2 separate regions of the Zea mays genome follow, and region 2 is linked to region 1. Evidence: chromatin contacts called from public Hi-C data. All regions are on one chromosome and are shown on one strand. The core of a region is the stretch at or near the end of the contact, and the rest is flanking DNA. Distances in the headings are between cores, read along the strand shown. Region 1 holds the start of LOC100501140 (AUGMIN subunit 5). Region 2 holds the start of LOC103647398 (malonyl-CoA decarboxylase, mitochondrial).

Region 1 (6,544 bases), core at 1,476-3,975:
GGAAGAAGAAGCGAAACAAGAAAGAGAAAAGAGAGTAACGCCCGAATTTGGTGAGAGAAAAGAAGAAAAAATTCTACCCCCAAATTCAGGGCGTTACACCAGTATACTACGATAACTTATATACAAAATATGTGTTATACCGTTATGAGAAAATGTTTCATAATCAATTTGTGATTCTGGCCATACATAAATTTTGTTATTTATAATCTATCTGTTTCACCACTACATTGCAACCATCAGTATCATGCAAACTTTGATATATATCACGATTTGTATGATCTCATTATTGGAGAGCACGTTTCACACATACCGGAAGAAATTCTCTCGTACATCGTTAGTCATTGGACACGTACCACCATACGCTTTTGCTTAAACAAAAAGGTAAGTGTGTGTTTGCAAGACTAATGGTCAAACATCGTATAACCACAAAGTTAGAATACTATATTAATATATTAAATAAATTAATCTAATAGACATAGATTAACCCAATTAACATAGGATAAATAAATATCTAATTATAAAAGTATGAAACATGGTATAATCAATGTTGTTACTGCGTAGTAAATATTCATACGAGACTAACACAACTGGAATGATTCAATTTGGAATTAAAATGGGGAAGTTACGAATTTCCAAAGTTTCTATGTATTTGATATATGATTAATTAGGAAATCAATTTTATTGTTGTTTTCATGACAAAACAGAGGTATTATAGAAATTGGAATGAACTCATTTGGATTTAATATGAAATTTCCATGAATTAAATGGGTTTCTGCAATTATTTTTAAACTAAAAATCAATTTCTAAACTCGTTTTCCCTATTTTCTTTATTTTCCTGGACTGCGTCCCAAATTCCAGAAAGATCAGGGGCCAAGCTATAAATGTTTTTCTAGACTCAGTTAGCATACAGAGTGGACGGTGGGTTAAACACAAAAGACGTTTTAGTTGAAGTTGTACACAATTCAACATGAGTCATGTTGGTAGAGGGTGGAAGGCTATGCATTCTACTTAATAGATCCAAGGTTCGATCCCTAGGCAGCCACAGTTTGATTTTTTTTCTGCGCGCGGAAAACTGGTGTGCGGGATTGGACGGCTGAGATTGTAGAAAGGTAGAATGGACGGCTGAGATCGCAAAATGGCAGAACACAAAAAGGCAGACTACTATTGCTAACTTATAAGTAGTAGAGATTAAAATTTAGTCCATATCATATCGGATGTTTGAATGCCGGTCATAAATATTAAATATTATGTAATTATAAATCTAATTACACAAATGATGACTAAATGATAAGATAAATTTATTAAACCTAACTAGTTTATGATTTGATCATATAATGCTACAGTAAACATTTGCTAACCGTGTATTAATTAGGCTTAATAAATTTATCTCATTGTTTAGTCTCCACCTATGTAATTAATTTTATAATTAGACTATTTAATACTCGTAATAACTTTTCAAACATGTCATGTGATACGTACTAAGGCCCTATTTGGAATGTTATTTCCTATGTTTTTCCTAAAAAATAAATAATTCCTGTATGATTTCTTTAGAATTTCTACATTTCAAAGGGGCCTAAACTTTAGTCCCCAGAACCAAACACCCTTTAACAATAATCTTGGAAAGAAGAGGGTAGATTTTGCCGATGGTGTGTATCACTAGAGAGTTAGGTATACTTAGAGGTGCCAATGCAGACCCGATACCCGTTAATCCATGTATAATTCCTCTATTAAGCTTAGAGTATGTGAAGATTTTAATCCCCATGGATATAAATTTAGGAGAAATTATTCACATATTGGATATGGTGGGTATGAGTATGGAAAAGCATAATCCAAACCAGATACGTATGGGTAAAATTTACGCAGTAAAATCACTGTGCAGCCCAATATACCATATGCCCAACAACTAATCCTACATCTCACAACTCTTTTAAGCACCCATCCACACAACCTAAACGATCAGCCACCAGCTGTCCTGCCCACCAGTCCACGTGTTACTTTTTTTATTGTTTTGAATGATTATAATGTTTTTTCTTAGATTTATTTGTGATGTATTGTTATTGGATGTAGTGTGTCCGTTAATGTCATATAAAATAATGTGATAATGTTTCTTTTGTCGAGGATAGAGACCCATTGAAGAGCCGACACCCGTAGAAAAATCTTCTAGATGCCATTGGATTTTATATTCGTCACTTATGTGTCATTGAATAATATTTAGGAGATATTTTTTTTATGTATGACATGTGGATCTAGTGACACATAATACCCTGTTTGGATGTAGATATTTAATAATGAAATTGGGAATTGGAATCATGAATTCTGAATTCCTGTTTTTGGCTTACTAAAGAATTCAGAGCTGAAATTAAAGCTCAATTCTTTGGAATTGTACTTGAACTAAAAAGTGTCTAATTCAGAGCCAAAACTCTAGGTATTGGATGGAATGGTAAGTCATATACATTCAAACAAAAATGATTTGAAACTCACTTCCAATACTAACAGATTTGATATTTGATCTAATTTAATTTTAATATCTTCAATATATCCAAATGAAAATGGATTAGTATAATTTCTGAATTGTCTAGAAAATAAAGAGAGGTGCCATGGTCCACTGACACACGGCAGCGACACTGACACTCACACAGGGCTCTCACCCGCAACGGCCGTCCTCGACCTCGACTGGCAAACAGCCGGCCAGCGCCGTTCAAGCGGACAGATCCAACGCAAACCCACAAGAAAGTTTCAAAAAAACATTCGCACTCCCTCCCTCTACCGCCACTAGCCACCCTCCCCTACCCCAATCCCCTCTCCCCAGATCGAGCGCCGCGTGGCTAGGGTTTGCGCGACCGCCGGCAGCGATGCCCGCGTCCTCCGTCTCGGGGGGTAGCGGCCCCGGAGGCGTCTCCCCGGATGCCATCATCGAGTGGCTGCAGGACGAGATGGGGTACCCCTCGGCCCCTCCTGCACCGGATCAGCTCCGCAAGATCTGCCGGGGCAACATGATCCCCGTCTGGTCCTTCCTGCTCCGCCGCGTCCGCTCCGAGCGAACCGTCGCCACCGCGCGCCGCAATATCCTCGTCCACGGCGTCGCGGCCCGGCGGGCGCGGGAGGGCGGAGCGATGGGGGCGGGCGCGGGTGACGCTGCGGCCAGGGAGGCCGAGGCGAGGGAGCGGGACCTCGCCGCTGAGGAGGCCGAGCGGTTGCGTGGGATCGTGAGGAGGCAGCGCAAGGAGCTTCGCGCGCGCATCGCGGAGGTCGCCAGGGAGGAGGCGGAGCGCAAGCGCGTCCTCGGTGAGCGCTCCAATGCCAGGTACCTGAAACTATAGCAGAATTGTGGGGTTCTTCTAGGCGATTTAATTGTTGCTACATCCTTGTATTCAGTTTTGGGGCTTACAAAATCTTCTCAGAAATGGCACAAAAGATGTAGGTGCTCCTGGCTGTAACTATTCCACTAATAAAAATAATGGTGCACGTTGTATTGATATGATTGCTTGGAAGCTGACATCATTGTTAATCCTAGTTTGATAGGAATATACTTTGCTGTGAACGGACTATACTTTTGTGTGAACAAAGGGGTTTTCAGATATATGAAATCCAGAAGATGGCACATAGTAAAACGCCATCTATACAATCTACTCAGTTTGATGTTCCTTCATTAGTAAAAAAACAAATACTATCTTTATATTCCTATTCCTATCAATTGTCTACATCTGGAATCAGTGTTTGTGCATATACCAACATCTGATGACAATCCCTTTGAAAGTTTTTAAGTGCTAATAAATTCATATTTCTATGTGTTTGTTGGCTTGTTGCATTAATAAGCCATGAAATTCTTAGTAGTAAGCCTGCTGACATATGAGAAGTCATACCCAACTCCTAGCATGTTAAAAGGCCGTTGAGCTCACACACAGAGGCAGTCGGCGTCAATGTTGGTGGTATAGTTGTTTTATGGTCAGCATTAACATGATCTATTTGAAAACAATAAGTGATACTGATACTGCATTTGTGTTTCTCCCGCCATCCTTTGCAATTTCACTTATTTCTTTATATAAATTGTGCCAAGTGGTGATGGTGTGCTTGTAGCAGATCTACAACAATTGACATTTTTTTTAAAAAATTAAAAATAGGCACAAGCAAGTTATGCTCCAAGCATATGAACAGCAATGCGATGAAGCGCACAAAATATTTGCTGAATACCAGCGCCGGCTACATCAGTTCGTTAACCAAGCAAGGGACGTGCGAAGATCAAGTATAGGCGTGGCTGGAGCTACAGGTGCTCTTGTGGATATGCAATTGCAGAGTGATAGAGATGATCTTTACCCATCGACTATCAAAAGCAATAGATTGCCAGAGGATCTTTTAGAAACTGCAGGTGAAAGGAGCATTCGGAAGGCATGTGAAACTCTTGCTGCGGATATGATTGAAACAATTCGAAGTTCATTCCCGGCATTTGAAGGGTGTGGCATTAATTCAAGTTGCCAATTAGATGCAGAAAAGCTGGGTATTGACTTGGTTGGTGAAATACCAACATATGTTAAACTTGTTGCATTGGATTCCCTAAAGAATCCATTCATGCTTCTGCAGTCAATCATTACCTACACATCACGCATGAAAACACTTATACATAGAGAAACTGACAAGATTGACATACGCGCTGATGCAGAACTACTGAGGTATTACATGCCTTGTCTTCAATTTTCTTATCACTGTATCTCATACATTAAGAAGAGTTCTGTGTATTTTTGGTTTTTGTCACACATAGTGCTGATTGTGCAGAAGAATTCTTCTTGATGGTCTAGTTATGTGCTCATGGGTGAGATCAGAGATCGTATTTATATACATAAATTTGTTAAGTTCTAGTTGGGAAATTAATATACTGTTTAGGCATTTAAATGTATATGTCACTTTGTTGGAAGTGGATATGATCTTAATATTAACATTAAGCTTGTAATCGAAAAGGCGTACCGTAATGTGTGCTGATTTTCATCAATCAATGTGTTCTGAATTGAGTTGCTACACATACTAGCTGAGCTGCTTATTATTTTCGGGTTAGATGTTGACCAGATATGCATTCTTTTCCTAGGTATAAATATGAAAATGAGCAGGTTATTGATGCTGCTTCAACTGATGCAAGCTCACCCTTACCATATCAGGTGTATGGAAATGGGAAGACTGGATCACAATTGTCAACTCGAGGAACATATGATCAGCTACTAGAAAGACAGGTAGTTGCTTAGGAAGTGTTCTTTTTGTTCTGATGCTTATGAGGTGTTTTGATGTCGTATTAGCAGAAGGGCTATTGTTCTCTTCTGAGTACACACTTCTTTCTATGAATGAAACCAGCTCATCTACATTTTTATATTATTTTACGTCATGTACTTGATCTCCAAAATAAAAAAAATTCAAGATCTCTTAGAACTATCTTATTTTGGTCCGCTTTATTTTAATTTATCTAAATATTCAACATTGCTGATATTAAATTCACTTTTTAAAATAAAGACATTCGAATGTTAGTAGTTGTAGTATTAAAATACTGAATTCCTGGGAGGAGAAAACATAATTGAAACCTGCAAATACTGAATTCCTGGAAGGAGAAAACATAATTGAAATCTGCAGTGTATTGTGGTAGCTCTTACACGAAAACAATAAATTTCGTGAGTTCATCTAGCTCTTCTTTGTTCACTTGGTGCACTAACATATTGCATTATGTCTTATGCACAGAACCTCAAATAAAGCACATGATGCTGAGGATAACTTATTAATCACATTTTGCCTTTCAGAAAGAGCATGTACAACAGTTTTTGGCAACAGAAGATGCTTTGAACAAAGCTGCAGAAGCTAAAGCACTAAGTCAGAAGCTATTGCAACGCTTGTATGGCACTGCTGACATGGCAGGAAATAAGAAGCTGCCCACTGGGAACACCACACAGAATGTGACCAACAGTAGGCATTTAGAGGTACTTTTTTGAAAGTATCATCCTATAATGAAACCAATCTGTGTGCTTGTTGATAGACTAAATATTATTTCTAATGCATATATTAAGATAGGAATAAGTGTAACATGTGCACAGGTCTGAGATATTTAATTTGCTGTTCCAGTTTTGGTGTCTAGAAGTTTGTGTTTTCAGGTTACATTAATACCTATTTACTTGTTGTGAACAGTATAAAAATCGAAGTTCATTTGAAAGTTTAAACACCTTGCTTAGGACAACAATATGTACCTGAATGCATGCACCAATGCAGTTACATATAAGTGACCCATGGGGGGTGGCAGAACTTCTGTTTATTGTTTTATATGCTTGCTGCTTTTTAGCTCTTTAATTCTGCATTTTCTTATTCAATTTATCATATAACAAAAAAAACTTTGGATGATCAATACTTTTTTGTGATAACGTAGTCTACCTCATTTTAGTTGGACGTTTGGGCCAAGGAAAGAGAAGTTGCAGGACTAAAGGCGAGCTTGAGTACACTTACATCTGAGGTACAACGTTTGTATAAGTTATGCGCTGAGTGGAAGGAAGCAGAAGATTCACTGAAGAAGAAGTGGAAG
Region 2 (6,544 bases), core at 1,927-4,426, 130 kb before region 1:
TTCGCCTTCGCCATAACGACCGCGTCCAAAAAGGTACGCTGCGTCATTCGATTTCGTATCCTTTTCCTTTTCCTCTTTCTCTCTCTTACAACAGGGACCGGGAAAGGGGGATACCCCAAAAAGGATCCTTCCCCGTGAAGGAAACAGGCTCCGAGCCTCCCTACTGATCAGGGGTTCGAAGGCTGGCCCCTCGGAGGGGTTCAACAGCCGCCTCAGAGCGCGTGGGCTCCACACCCACTACTGGTCAGAGGTTCGAAGGCCGGCCCCTCGGAAGGGTTCAACGGCTGCCTCAGGCCACTCGGGCTCCGCGCCCACTACTGATCAGGGGTTCGAAGGCTGGCCCTCGAAGGGTTCACATCCGCCTCAGACATAGAGCGAGGGATGACCCTGGGTACGTTCGATACATAACCAAGGCTCGGGCTACGCTCCCGAGGTACCCTAGGACATTTCCGAGACCAGCGGGAACGATCTTGTAATGGAATCCCATCAGAGGGAGGCATCGAGCCCTCGGACCCCGTCGACAGGGGACCGGGTCCGGCAGATCACCCGCAGGTACTTTTGGGAGCGCCTCTGGGCCTCTAGCCGACCCCTAACAAATGGGGCACGGACGTCCGCTCGGATTACCCGCCAGCAGCTCACCGGAGACACCATGTTCGGCGCCCTTCGAGGACAACATGGCGCTTCCCCCCTCCTCCTTGCGGAAAGGCGACGCAGGGGCGTATGTAAAAAAGTCGAGTCTGTCCCTGACCGTCCTCTCGCCCTGTGCAGAGGCTCGGGGGCTGCTCTCGCAAACCCGGCTCTGGCCAAATCGTTGACAGCGTCAACTTACCAGCCCGAGAACTTGGGACCCGACCATGCACCCGGGCTACGGCCAGCTCGCATGAGGGAACGACCAGACCAGCCGAAGCATTGCGCGAGGCATTAAGACCTCGGAGGAGTCAAACCACTCCTGTGAGGCCTCGGGGGCTACATCCGGCGGGTGCGCTCGCGCGCACCCACCGGAACAAAACGCAACCAAGAAAGGCTGGTCCCCTTGCAAAAAAGTGCGACAAAAGCCTCCAAGCGAGTGTTAACACTCCCTTTGAGGCTCGGGGGCTACTGTCGGGGACCATAATTAGGGGTACCCTCAAGACTCCTAATTCTCAGCTGGTAACCCCCATCAGCACAAAGCTGCAAAGGCCTGACGGGTGCGACTAAGTCAGGGATCGGTCCATTCGAGGGACTCGATCACGCCTCGCCTGAGCTCAGCCTCGGGCAAGGGCAGCCGACCCCGGAGGATCTCCATCTCGCCCGAGGCCCCCCTCCAGCGACGAACGAACTTCCGGCTCGCCCGAGGCCCAGTCTTCACCAAGAAGCAACCCTGGCCAAATCGCCACGCCAACCAACCAAATCGCAGGGGCATTTAATGCAAAGGCGGCCTGACACCTTTATCCTGACACACGTCCTCCAGTCGACAGAGCCGAAGTGACCGCAGTCACTTCGCCGCTCCACTGACCGGCCTGATAGAAGGACAGCGCCGCCTGCGCCGCTCCGACTGCTGTGCCACTCGACAGAGTGAGGCTGACAGGCAGTCAGGCCCGGCCTCAGGCACCATAGGAAACTCCGCTCCGCCCGACCCAGGGCTCGGACTCGGGCTCAGCCCCGGAAGACGGCGAACTCCGCTCCGCCCGACCCAGGGCTCGGACTTGGGCCCAGCCCCGGAAGACGGCGAACTTCGCTCTGCCCGACCTAGGGCTCGGACTAGGGCTCAGCCCCGGAAGACGGCAAACTCCGCTCCGCCCGACCCAGGGCTCTGACTTGGGCTCAGCCCAGAAGACGACGAACTCCGCTTCGCCCGACCCCAGGGCTCGGACTTAGCCCTGGCTTCAGCCGACGGTCTCCGCCTCGCCCGACCCAGGGGCTCGGACTCGACCTCGGCCACGCAAGACAGACTCGACCTCGACCTCGGAGGAGCCTCCACATCGCCCAACCTAGGGCGCGGACCTACCACGTCAACAGGAGGCGCCATCATTACCCTACCCTAAGCTGGCTCAGGCTACGGGGAACAAGACCGGCGTCCCATCTGGCTCGCTCCGCCAGACAAGTAATGATGGCACCCCGCACGCTCTATGACGACGACGGCTCTCAGCCCCCTTACGGAAGCAAGAGGACGTCAGCAAGGACTCAACAGCCCCGACAGCTGTCCTTCCGCCAGGCTCCAGCGCTCCTTCGACGGCCACGACACCACATGAACCGGGTGCCAAAACCTCTCCGGCTGCCACGATAGCATGTACTTAGGGCGCTAGCTCTCCTCCGCTAGACACGTAGCACTCTGCTACACCCCCATTGTACACCTGGATCCCCTCCTTACGCCTATAAAAGGAAGGACCAGGGCCCTCTTACAGAGGGTTGGCCGCGCGGGGAAGAGGACGGGACAGGCGCTCGCGTGAGGCCGCTCGCTCCCCCTCCCGCGTGGACGCTTGTAACCCCCTACTGCAAGCACACCCGACCCGGGCACGGGACAAACACGAAGGCCGCGGGATTTCCACCTCTCTCTCTCACTCCGGCCGCCTGTTCTTCCCCCCTTCGCGCCTCGTCTCGCGCCGACCCATCTGGGCTGGGGCACGCGGCGACATTTCACTTATCGGCCCAGGGACCCTCCGGTCCCGAAACGCCGAAAGTAAGGAACTCTAAAGCGTCCTCTAAAATTTAGAGGATGGCATGCGTCTCTATCTATCTGTAGAGGGTGCTCTATACACTGTACACCTTTTTTGTGCATGTACGCTCACGTGGTGACGAGTAGTAAAAAATAATATAGAATGTCAAATCTAGTACACTGTTGATATAGAGGATGGAATTTAGGGGATATTGCTGGAGATGAAGAAGATATAGAGTATAGAATGTTTTATGAGATGTTTGGTTTAAGGAATCACTACATTCAAATTGAGGTGATGCATCATGAGTTCATTCCTCAAATTTGGTGGGATGACCCCATTACTCATATTAGTACTAACTAACTAACTATGAGGAATGAGGTGGTGATGCATCAACTCATTCCATTCCACAAACCAAACAAAAATAGTGAGGAATGAGAAGATGATGGATTAGCTCATTCCTCAAACCAAACGCCTTATTAGAGAGTGCTGTAAAGGACAAAGAATATTTCTTTAGAGGATCAAATTTAGTGGACGTTGCTGGAGACAGCGCGACACCTACCGGTCACCGGCCGAACCCAACCGCAAAAGTTGGCACCGCGGCACGGCGGCACCGCCCGCGAAAACGCAACCACCGGCGCCGTCACCCTCCCTGGCTCCGGCCTTCAGCCGCCTCGCCAGCGACGACCACGGCTGCGTCACATGACAAGACACAACATATCGAAGTCGCTCGCCGTCGTCCTCCGCGCCCGCATGCAGCCCAATCCCATCTCCTCCCCGCCTCCGCCGACCCCTCCGCCGCCGCCCACGGACCCCGACCCCGCCGCCCCGCTTGTGGCTTCCGTCAGCCACTGGCTCCACGTATCTGCCTCCGCCGCCTCCCCGCCCCCCGCGGCGCTCGACAGCTTCTCCGATGGGTACCGCTCCCTCGACCTTGTCGGGCGCCGCGAGGTCCTCCGTTCCCTCGCCGTCGACTACGATGTGCCCCGCGCGCGTGTCCGGGATCTCATGAAACAGTACATGAGCGTCACCTCCGCCGAACCATCAGGCGTGGATGACGTGGAGGCGGAGGAGGGGAAGGAGGGCGCCGCGTCGGCCCTGTACCGGATGGAGAGGGGGCTCCGGGATGCACTCCGGCCCCGGTACGCCGGATTCCTTGAGGCCATGAACGCGCAGCCAGGTGGGCTCAAGCTCCTCGCCGTGCTCCGTGCCGATCTCCTCGCCTTGCTGGGGTGAGATTGATTGCAATTAACACTGCCTTATTTTCATTACGAGAAACTTGGGGATTTGTGGTGCCTGGGACCCTGTCTGATCTCAATTTTACAATGCAGAGAGGAGAACGTTTCAGCGCTGCGGGCTCTGGACTCGTACTTGAAGGAGAAACTGGTGACTTGGCTTAGTCCTGCTGCATTGACGCTCCACCAGATAACCTGGGATGATCCTGCCTCGTTGCTAGAGAAGATTGTGGCATATGAAGTTTGTGACCGGCTCCCCGTTCATTTGGCTTGGTGCAGCATGAATTGTTACTACGGTGTTTCAACTGATGGTTTTGAGTTCAATTATTTAGGCCGTACATCCAATCAGGAATCTGATAGACTTGAAGAGAAGATTGGGCATTGGTCGCCGATGCTTTGGGTACTTCCATCCAGCAATACCAGGTAGGATTGAGATCCCATTTGGCATAGATGCAAACAGCTCGGGCTCTTTGATACTTTACATGGAAGAGCTAGAAGCCGGTGAAGCCAAAAATGTCTGTTTACTGGTCGTGGCTTTCTGAACTTCTAGAGTATTGCTGGCTACTGTTACTAGTCATGCTACAAGCTAATCTAGTTTTGTAAGTAACTCTGCAAATGTGCCTAATCTAATGCAGATATCTAGTTTATAGGTTCACCTTATCCTAATATGTATCAATTTTCCCATCATCTAAAAAATAATAATTTTCTATTAGGGCGAAATTAGTGTATGACTGCATGTTTGCATCTATACTGTTTGTGGTTAAGATGTTGAGTGCAGCAATCGGCTGTTGCAATATTACTTGTGCTGCAGTTGGCTTTTTTTAGTGCTCTCACTATCTTCTTTTAACATTAGGGGAACCACTGATTTTCATTGAAGTTGCTTTACTCAAAGATATGGAAGCATCTATACAGGTTATTAAATTTTTTCATATCGATTAAATGGGTAGAAGGGCAGGTCTGGTGTAGTGGTTAGAGCTGGTCATAGATGTATAATTGAGTCATCAGATCACGGGTTCAAAGCAGTCTCTCCACATTTGCAAGGGGAAGGCTTGCCTTGGTTTTTCCCTTCTCCAGACCCCGCTCATGTGGGAGCCTCCAGCACTAGGTCTGCCCTTCTTTATCAATTAAATGGGTATCATATTCCTCTGCAGCACCTTATTCTCTTCTTTTATCTTGTAGGAGGTCTTGTGGGATGACCCCCCAACTCCTGAATCTGAAGCTAGTTGTGCACTATTTTACTCAATATCGTCAACCCAGGTGATCAAAGTTGCTAAACATAATTCACAAATATAGTTCTATTATAGGCACTAGCTTGACAACAAAATGGTGTCTCAAGCTAATCATCTATTAATGTTATCAGCCGGGTTTATCAGGTATTAATCTAGGGAAGTTTCTTCTCAAGCGTGTGATTGACATGTTGAGAAGAGATATGCCATCAGTACAGGTACCACTTATAATATCCAATATTAATCATCACTGTCAAACATGTCATTTTTATTTTGTTCTAAACCACTGGGATGCAATAGCCTTGTGCTTCTGAGTGTCAATTAATTGCTTTGCTTAAAAATGTAGTACTTACTAGTTCACTCAAAATTAGTTGAGGCATTGATAGTAACATTACAAACTAATTCCTCAGGCTCATGAAGTTCGTATTAAGACATTGGTTGTGTTTCGTAATACTTTAAATGTTATATACTTCTTTTCTGGTATTTCATGCAGAATTTTGCAACACTTAGCCCAATCCCTGGTTTGATGCAATGGCTTCTTGCTAAGCTGGCCTCCCAAATAAAATTATCAGAGGCAGAATCACGGGAGGGGAATTCACTAGGAGCCTGTTCTACTTTCAAAGAATCCATCCTTCTTCCTGATGAAGAGAGAATGATTCATGATGCCATGTATGTTCGTTCTGAGGCAATGTCTGAAATTGAGCTTCATGCCAATACTATACTTGTATTATGCTTCTACGTTTTCTAACTTCTTTTCCCTTTAGGTAGTTTGTCGTTGTGAACGGTATCCATGGGATTGTAGCGCATGAGTCTAGATTAGGAAAAGATATTACTTGGAGATAAGATTGAGTTGGTTTAGGAAATAGATTTGGCTTGTTAGGAAAAGAAGGGTCCAAATCTATAAGGATCCCTCCTCTGGATTGCTTGGAAGGTAAGTCCTCTAAGGACTATAAGTAGGCAATATAACCTTTTGAAGGAAGCAAGAATTAAGAAGGAACTGTTGGGGTGAAGGCGGCAAGGGTGAGTCCAGCAACCCTATTCTTAGAAATGGTTCACCACGATGAGGCGAGTCCAAACTCAACACCTCCCTTTTCTGAGCGAGAAGTGGAGGATATCATTAAAAGGCTCCCTGCTGACAAGGCCCCTGGGCCTGATGGTTTTACTGGTCGCTTTTACAAGGTATGCTGACCCATTATAAAAGTTGATATGATGGCTGCAATCTCCGCTATTTGGGGTAGGAAGTTTGATAATTTTGGGCGCCTTAATTCTGCATATATAACCATGATCCCAAAGAATGATGGAGCTGAAATGGTGAAGGATTTCAGGCCTATCAGCCTTGTGCATAGCTTTGCTAAGTTGATCACAAAGATCCTAGCCAATAGGTTGGCTAAAAGGCTTAATGAGATGGTGTCACCTAACCAGAGTGCGTTCATTAAAGGTAGATTCATCC

The links. Hi-C and Micro-C count contacts between places; a contact is called where the count stands out from the background.
Region 2: a contact with region 1 is called in a Hi-C map of endosperm, with 2.4 times the contacts expected there. The contact joins the promoter of LOC103647398 here to the promoter of LOC100501140 in region 1. A contact is called at or near these places in 3 of 25 Hi-C or Micro-C datasets (ear, endosperm and leaf).

Annotation. Positions count from the first base shown.
Region 1 is chr2:183,589,500-183,596,043 of Zm-B73-REFERENCE-NAM-5.0, reverse strand. It overlaps LOC100501140 (AUGMIN subunit 5), which reads left to right and starts at 2,725. Exons shown (of 10, transcript NM_001195943.1): 1 at 2,725-3,304; 2 at 4,122-4,667; 3 at 5,078-5,219; 4 at 5,775-5,951; 5 at 6,407-6,544. The coding sequence starts at 2,853.
Region 2 is chr2:183,720,043-183,726,586 of Zm-B73-REFERENCE-NAM-5.0, reverse strand. LOC103647398 (malonyl-CoA decarboxylase, mitochondrial) reads left to right here and starts at 3,176. Exons shown (of 13, transcript XM_035965409.1): 1 at 3,176-3,865; 2 at 3,965-4,109; 3 at 4,201-4,291; 4 at 4,722-4,780; 5 at 5,048-5,125; 6 at 5,229-5,312; 7 at 5,588-5,763. The coding sequence starts at 3,336.